2 separate regions of the Gossypium arboreum genome follow, and region 2 is linked to region 1. Evidence: chromatin contacts called from public Hi-C data. All regions are on one chromosome and are shown on one strand. Each heading gives the region's core, a stretch centred on a gene start, on an enhancer-like site or on the middle of the called end of the contact. The rest is flanking DNA. Distances are from core to core; before and after follow the strand shown.

Region 1 (4,269 bases), core at 752-3,251:
TTTAAGGTTCAGAAATCAGTAAATAATAAAAAAGAGTTTTAAATGCGAGAAAGCTACTTGAGATAAAAAGAGAGAGTCCTCACCGCGTGGGTATAATCTTTTTTAATCACAAATTTGCTGTCAGAAATAAAAACAGAAAAAGGAAAAGGTGACACGGTTTTGTTAAAACCACCACTCGCTCGTACAGGTATTCATGGCCACATTCAGATTAGTTGAAATATTGTTAAGTTTGACTTTCATTTAAAATATGAAGTTGGATGCGTTCGAATTTCATCCAACATTTAAAATTTAAGTTTATATTCCATAAACCTCATTTATCAAATTTTATATTAAGTTTAAGCTTAATAATATATATTAAGAGTAATAAAGTACTTTAATAATATAAAAATATAAAAAATTCGATAAGACTTATAAATTGTTTAAATCAAGTATTATTAAGTTTGAATTTGGCTCGATTGATAATTTGAGCGCGGCTTGATAATTATTGAAGCAAATTTAATTTTTTTTTAGTCGAACTTAAGTATCTTGTGAGCACCAATATCTCATTTACACTCCTAGCCGAGTTTATATATATCTATTTTTACCATATTTGAGTGGTTTATCGAGTTAACGTTACTTTTTAGTGTCATAAGTAATTATTGAATTTTTATACAATAATAAATACTATTATATGGTTTTTTGTCATTTCAAGTTAAATTTTAAAAAAATATATGCTTGACAAGATTTGAACCCCAAAACACCATAATTTTCAATATTTTTATCATTTCAACTAAATCTTCATTTGATTTTTAAAATATATTTTTTTATAAATATATTTACTACATAAATTTTTTCACATCTAATATATGATATATATATATAATCAGCATATTGTTTGTTTGCTTAAGTTTAGGTTATGGATTTTAGAGTTTACCCAAATTTAAGTACATTTGTAAATGATTAATTTACTCAATTATATTATTTTGAATTTTTTACAAAATTTTATGTAATTACAATTTAATTTTTTATATTTTTATTGAAATTTTAAATATAAATGATATATTTTAAATATTTACATTATAGTAATATTATATACTATTATAAACTTAATTTTTGTGTGATAGAAATTAAACTACTTATAACATATAACATAATATAGTATAAATTTATATTTTTAATGTGAAAGGATTAAATTGAGAACTTTTAATAATGTTTGCATTTAAACTACTAATTTTTTATTAGATAACAATGAATACAAAAATAATGGATGGAAAGTGGAAACTACTTGAATTTACTTATTTTTAACATATTAGATGAATAAAAAGTTGAGAGTTTATTCCGTTGGTATGATTTGAACATCAACTGAATAAATCCACAAACCGAATTTATTTAATAAATCAATTTGATTCCATACAATTTAATCGAGTAAGCATCTGCTTCAGTCTAGGCCCATTCCCATATCAAAGAGAAACATTCAGAGAGCCAGCCTGGTAATAAAGACTGGACCCTACCACTCAGATGCAGCCACGTGGGAAAATGGATTTGATTATTATAATTTTACCTCTTCCACTTTTTTAAATTTTTAATCTTGATCCGATTAAATCTATTTAAGGCTATATCTATTTAATCTATACTTTTTCAAAATCTAAAATTTTAATATTGACATAAATAATATTTTTCTACCCAAAATATGTAAATAACAAAACTTAACCTAATCAATTTAACTGTTATTATTTAGTGAGTATTAAAATAAAATATAATACAGAGATCAAACATAATTAAACTAAAGCATAGAGACTAAATCCACGTAACTTTCTTAAAAGTAGAAGGACTAATAACAGAAATTAACCATTTGTCTATACCCGATTCCATTCCTTAGCAGCCGTTGTCCATGTACGGAGTAAAGTAGCAAAGAAGTTGTCTTGGCGGCTGAGCGATAAAAAAAACCACCTCGAAGAAGCAATCTCTTGTGGTGTACATCCGATGCGTTTTTATACCAGATCAGATCGCCGTAGCCACTACCAAATCGTTTTGGGACAGTTTTCGTAGCATCGACCGAACATGAGTTTCCTGTTTGGCAATAGAAATACCCCTGCAGGTATCAATTTTGTTTTCAAATAATTAGAATTTGTATTAATTTCGAAAATCGCTACTAATTTTGTTATGATCTGTTCGTATTTGAATTTGATGATGTGATTTTATATTGAGGGCTTTGGTAATTGAATAATTAGAATTAAGGATTTCGATTGAAGTAGTATGTTTCTTATAGTTTTAGAAATAGTTGTGAATTCTGCTAATGACAGGAATTCGAATGCTTTATTTTGTTTATTTGGTTTAATTTTGGATTTTAGGATCGAGTAATTGTATGGTAGTTTGCTAGTTCAAATTTCTAAAAATAAGGTTTTTGCACTTTATTGAGCCTGTCACTTTAGTGTATCAAAGATCAAGCAAACAAATTGGGTGAATTGTGTATTTTGTGGTTCTCAATTCATTTCCCCTAATGCCGGATTCTCAAGTCATTTTGTATTGTAGATATACATATATTTTTTCAGAGCTTCTGCGAGAAAATAAGCGGATGCTCGACAAATCTATTAGAGAGATAGAGAGGGAAAGGCAAGGAAAAGAAACTGATTGCTGAGATTAAGAAAAGTGCAAAGCAAGGGCAGATGGTGTGTTACATATATTTTTTACAATTTTGTTTTCTATTTTTGCTCAACATTTTTACTTATGTGTAGTTAAAATTTCTCTTAAAAAATTGGTATATCTAATTGAGAGCTTATTAGCTTGGCATTTTTATGTTTTAGTCAGTTATGTGAAGCCTTTTTTATTTTTTTGGTATAAATGAGGTTGCTTTATTGGTGATTTTGATTATGTACTGGCTTGATTCGATGTTTGATGACTAGTTTTATGTGTGAGTGACATGTTTGCTAGGATCATATCGATTTATTGCTGATTGTTCTCTACCACTTTACAGATAGATATGATGAGTTATTTTTCTTTTTCATCTCACTCATTTTAAACAAAATGCATCAATTACACTTGCGGCAATTTGGTAGCTTGAGTAATGTGTATGTCTATTTTGCTTCGTATTAGTGGACTAGTGTAGTCATTTCTTGTCTAATTGAGCTTCAATATTGTATTTCGCATCTCTTATCTTGTGAAAGTAGGTTTCTTTTAACTTTCAGATTTAAAAGTTATTGTATATGATCTGCATGTTTCTTATTGACATGAATGGGCTTTGCTGTCCACCGAGCCTACTATCCTTTAAATATTTTGTTCTCGGGATTTTATTTGAGGGATGGCAAAAGACCTTATCCGGACACGCCATCAGATTGAAAAGTTTTATAAGCTCAAATCACAGCTCCAGGGTGTATCTCTTAGAATTCAAGTATGTACTTTTATCCTTGCATTTTATCTGTGTCAATGACTTCTAAGTGTGCAATTTGTTTTACCTAAGTGCTTGACATAGAAAATTATGGCCACTTCTGATGCTTGTTAAGTAGATGGAAGTCGATAGCTATAATTGTGGAGGGGCTATTACAAAAACTTTTGATATATGCCCTGTTCCATACCATGTATGGGAATTTATATGTGAAAATGAAAAAAAGAAGATATGTTGGAACATCAATTAACTTGATTCTCATCTGAAATTATTTAGAGTTGGGGGATAAATGAACTGCATCAGCAACTGATGTACATTGCAAGATTGAAGCCTAGTGAATTTACAAGCTTTAATTGCTTATAAATCATAAAGTTTGAAACTCGACTGAATTTGCTGTACTGTACAACATCCAGACATTGAAATCAACACAAGCAATGGGAGAGGCAATGAAAGGTGTGACAAAGGCAATGGGGCAAATGAACAGACAGATGAACTTGCCATCCCTGCAGAAAATTATGCAAGAGTTTGAAAGACAGAATGAGAAAATGGAGATGGTGAGTGAGGTGATTGGTGATGCAATCGATGATGCTTTGGAAGGGGATGAAGAAGAGGAGGAAACAGAAGAATTGGTGAGCCAGGTTCTTGACGAGATTGGAATTGACATCAACCAAGAGGTACTATTTTCACCACTTCTTTTTCAGCATATATAAGCACATATAGCTTGAATAGGCTGTCCTTACTAACCCTGCTTTTTTGGATCCAATAACAGCTCGTAAATGCACCATCAGCTGCTGTTGCGGCACCAACTGCAAATGGTAAGATTGCACAGGTGCAAGCAACTGGCAATGATGACAGTGGGATAGATAGTGACTTACAGGCAAGGTTAGACAATTTGAGAAGGATGTAGT
Region 2 (4,269 bases), core at 1,045-3,544, 140 kb before region 1:
AAATGATTAGAAAACTTCAAGAAGCAAAACCTATAATCTTTCTTGCCTGTAAAGAGAAGGCAGTATTACTTCAAGCATCAAATTGCGTATACACATTGTGTTGGAAAGACAGGTTGGTCTTCAAGTCTTGAAGTAACCCAACTATTATAAAGTGTAATGACATTGAAAAACAAGGAAACCTCTTAGTTGGCAGAGCATAAAGGACCCATTGAGTGTTTTAGTAGTGTATTTTACTTGGCAAGAGTTTAAGATTCTTCATAGCAACAAATATGTTGTATGATAGTTATTCATCGAGTAGTTATTCATCGAGATACTATAGCATGAACACACATCAAATTCAAAGATTCTTTTTAGCAGATAGTTTTAACTTCAGTCTACTCTACATCAGTCCATGTGACCAACAACAACTAAGATTGACAAAGAAAGAAAAGGAAAAAATAGGAAAAGTGAATGCAGAGAGATAACAGTTTTAGCAATTGAGGCCAAAATATGTCAGTTTCCACTAAACAACCTAAATCCTAGCTTTTGGGGTTCTAGAAAAATAAAAAAATATTGAAACTCGCACTCTTGCAACAACCTAAATCCATGTTCTCACTTCTTTTCCAAAGCTCAATTAGTAGATAAATGTACAACATATGATCCCATCCGAGCACCACTACAAATTCTAATCCACAAAACAAGAGCTGCATTTCTAATGTCCCATAATCAAATCTAAAACAGAAGAAGAAAACATTTGCAACAATGAAAAGGTTTTAGTTTTAGCAAAGCAAAGCCAAACATCAATTTCATGTAGAAATCAGTAAGCTTTATGGAAGCTTCTCTAATAACTTCCAACCTAAGCAAACATCAGAGAAGAACTTTAACATTCACAAAAGGTGTTTGATTTTTTTTTTCTTTTAAACAAAACAACCTTGCAAACATGCCAAAATTCCTCAAAAATGTAAAACCCAGAATGGAAAAACGTACACTAAATAGCTAAACCTCAAAAGTCCCAAAAAAGGGGGAAAAAGTAAAAGGCAAAAGCTAATACCTTTTATACAGTTCCCCAAAGGAGCCACCCCAAAGGCGTTTCCTAAACAACCCTTCAGCACACTGGTGGCCTTCCCAAAGCTCGAGCCCACCGGTGACGATCCCAGGGACGAACACAACTGGGTGATTCACCGTCAAGCCCTCTTTCCGCAACTTGACCCCGGGTGGGTCCGTCAACGGCCCTGTTATCGCCTCCGTTACATATTGCGGAATCGAAGCAGGCATTGTATTGTAAAGTAATAACAAGAACCACCACACCGAACATACAAAACCAATGAACCAACAACAACTGTCCCAACATGACCATTTCTTGGAATTATAGCTTTCTTTCCTGGGGCTCTCGTATAGGTTATTCTTCTCATCTTCCTTTACGATGTTGCACCGTAAGTTCTGGGACTTCGAGGAATCCGTCCCCTTCCTCCGCCGCGAAAACGACATCGTTATTTAATGCCAAAATATAATACAGGTTTGTTTCATTAACGGAGACTAATGAGAATCTGATACTAAGACTCTCATTAATTGTGAAAGAAAAAAAGGGGCGGGGGGCTTTTTTCTTCTCACTTGAGCCGGTGACAATAAAAGATAATGACAGCCACCACCGGAGTTAGAGGTGGAAGTATGAGATTGGGTCTTATTTAAGCTTCAAACAGACTCATTTATTTTGATATTCCAGATTCCTCTGGCGAGGGTCCAACTGTGGGTCGGGGATGGCTAAGGAGGCTAGCGTCTCCTTTTTGGACTTTTTTTAAAGCCTGAGCCTGCGGTATAATCTGTTGGGAGCCGCCGGATTGACGATAGAAACTACGGTGGTCAAAGCATCAGACGGCGGTGGTGATGGAAATTAGAAATGGGTGGATTTCAACGGTGATTGGAGGTTGGAGAGGTGTTTTGAGTCTAATATTTCGGAGTAATTAATAATGTTTGTTATGTGCCAAAAACTAAAGATGCTTTCTGACAAATACGCTTGGGAATGGAAGCCACGTGAGTGGGAGCGGATATGTGTAGATAGACCCGAATCGCTCAACGATGTACACGTTCCTGCAATTAAATCAATGATTTTTCAGCTGCAATTTGCCTCAATTTATATTGACCAATTGCCCTAAAAACACAAACCCGCAACACTAGGTTGTTGAGAATGATTAAACTAGTTCTAAAACAGACAACCCTCTGTCAAAAGTTTTACTTCAATATTAGTAATAAAAGGAAATTTGTTTTGGAAATGGGTTGGAAGATCTGATACACCACACCACTTCAGGTAGATGGTAAATGATCAACATGCACAAATGCCAAATCTCTCACTATCATTATTAATGGCACTCACGAGTTGATAACATAGCCCAAGTTAAACGAGTTCTTCGGCCTTCCAATGATGAGACTAAGCCCATCGAGTCTCTCCAGTGGGCTTTTTGAAAACTGAGAAAAAAACAAAAGCAGAAGCTCAGCAATCAGCATCACGCACCAATCATTTCATCATCGGATCACACAGTGTATTAAAAAGGGAAAGGAAACATCATCTGAGCCCAGCAACGGCCTACACCAACCACACTCTTCTACTACCAATATACAGCAACAACTGCAGTGCAATGAGTGCATTTATCCCATTATACCCATAGCTCCTTCGATGAGATTGAGGAGATTATAATTTGGTTTTATCTCTTCCATCTCTTTTCTTTTCTTTTATTAAAACCCTTTTTGTTGTTTAATTTTGTTTTTATTTTGGGTTGGCGCAGAGAATCTTTGATCCTTTTTAATTAAACGTGGCATCATTAAAGAGCTACCTGAGTCTCGAATATCGGGCTCCAGCTCCCTGAAACTTCAGAGGAAAAAAGAAAGAAAAAAAACCCTTAGTTCTCTCTTACCCATCCACTGATCCTCAGATTTCTGGGTTTGCATTAAATTTTGCTTCTCTGTACGGTAAACTCGAAAACTTGTTTATTGTATAATCTAGTTCTCAAATTCTGACAAATCATAAATGTAGTTTTCAATGTATTTCTTTTTATTTAAACAGAAGATTTCTCAGCTTTCAGAGAATTTCGAAACAACAATGCTGACGTGCATAGCTCGTTCCAAGCAACCTGGTGATGACTCGGTGAGTCAACAAGAGGAAATGGACTCTTCCACTACTCCTAACACTAAGCACAACCAAGCCATCAAATCCCTCACTTCGCAGGTAATTAGCTTTCAAATTTACGACGTCAAGGTTTTCCGGTTCTTCGTTCTTTGTTTGGCTTTAATGACTGTGTGGTTTAGTTGAAGGACATGGCGCTAAAGGCGTCGGGGGCGTACAGGCACTGTAACCCCTGCACGGCGCAGAGTCGGTTGAGGAACATGGGCGAGTCTGACGCGGACTCGGACAGGTTCAGATGGCCTTATCGTCGGACGGGGAGTTCGAGCTCAGCGACGCCGAGGACGTGGGGGAAGGAGATGGAAGCAAGGTTGAAAGGGATGTCGAGTTCGAGCGGAGAAGGGACGCCGAAATCGTTGAGCGGACGCCGAGTGGACACGGTCGTGTTCGTCGAAGAAAGTGAGCCTAAAGAGTGGGTGGCTCAGGTGGAGCCTGGCGTGCTTATTACCTTTGTTTCACTTCCTCGCGGCGGCAACGATCTCAAGAGGATACGATTCAGGTGCGCCGCGCACTTATTTTTTCTGGATTTTCGCTTTCCATCATATTAAGAAATTTTTATTCCACTTTCGAAATTCGCTGGGAAATGGACTAGTCACGTCACTGCTCCAATGCCTGCCTAGTTTATTGTTAACATCAATAAACGAACAAAATGTTAAATAATACAAAGTTATAATGGTTTTGGTTTAAATTCCTATCTATTATTTTAGACAATAATATTTGTTGTTGGGTTGGGACTTGCTCTGTCATATTTAGTTAAACTCTTTAACATGCATTCTTTTTTTTTTTTTAAAGCTGTGTTTGGATTGTCAATTTATGTGTTGCTGAATTGAGTGTACTAGCTAAGTTATTAAAACTTTCAAATTTTTTTATATTTTTTATTTCCTATGTAATTAAATTTCTTGATTTAAAAAAAAATAAGTATAATCTCATTTTCTTATAATTATTTTACGTTTCAAACACAGATAAGTATTAAAATTGTAAAATTTGTACTTATAAATGGTGATGGATTTGTCATGGCTGCATCCAAACACTGCCTTAGCAACCTCGGCAGGAAAAGCAAGGATATTTAGGTGAGGGACCTACGGTGAAACAGTAGGCTTCACGCCTAATGAAAA

The links. Hi-C and Micro-C count contacts between places; a contact is called where the count stands out from the background.
Region 2: a Hi-C map of leaf shows a contact between it and region 1, with 3 times the contacts expected there. The contact joins the promoter of LOC108470932 here to the enhancer-like site in region 1. A contact is called at or near these places in 2 of 5 Hi-C or Micro-C datasets (both in leaf).

Annotation. Positions count from the first base shown.
Region 1 is chr6:122,949,538-122,953,806 of ASM2569848v2, reverse strand. It overlaps the pseudogene LOC108470723. Among protein-coding and RNA genes, the nearest start is that of LOC108470936, 18 kb to the right of the region's middle. Within about 2 kb of position 2,001, at least 2 of the 2 cell types and tissues checked have an H3K27ac peak or open chromatin away from gene starts, as enhancers often do. A contact at or near this core is called in leaf, where this site is marked.
Region 2 is chr6:123,085,487-123,089,755 of ASM2569848v2, reverse strand. LOC108470932 (protein Brevis radix-like 4) reads left to right here and starts at 2,294. Exons shown (of 6, transcript XM_017772463.2): 1 at 2,294-2,938; 2 at 3,050-3,199; 3 at 3,280-3,653. The coding sequence starts at 3,074. It overlaps LOC108474009 (phospholipid:diacylglycerol acyltransferase 1-like), which reads right to left and starts at 2,270. Exons shown (of 7, transcript XM_053029523.1): 1 at 1,031-2,270. The coding sequence starts at 1,467.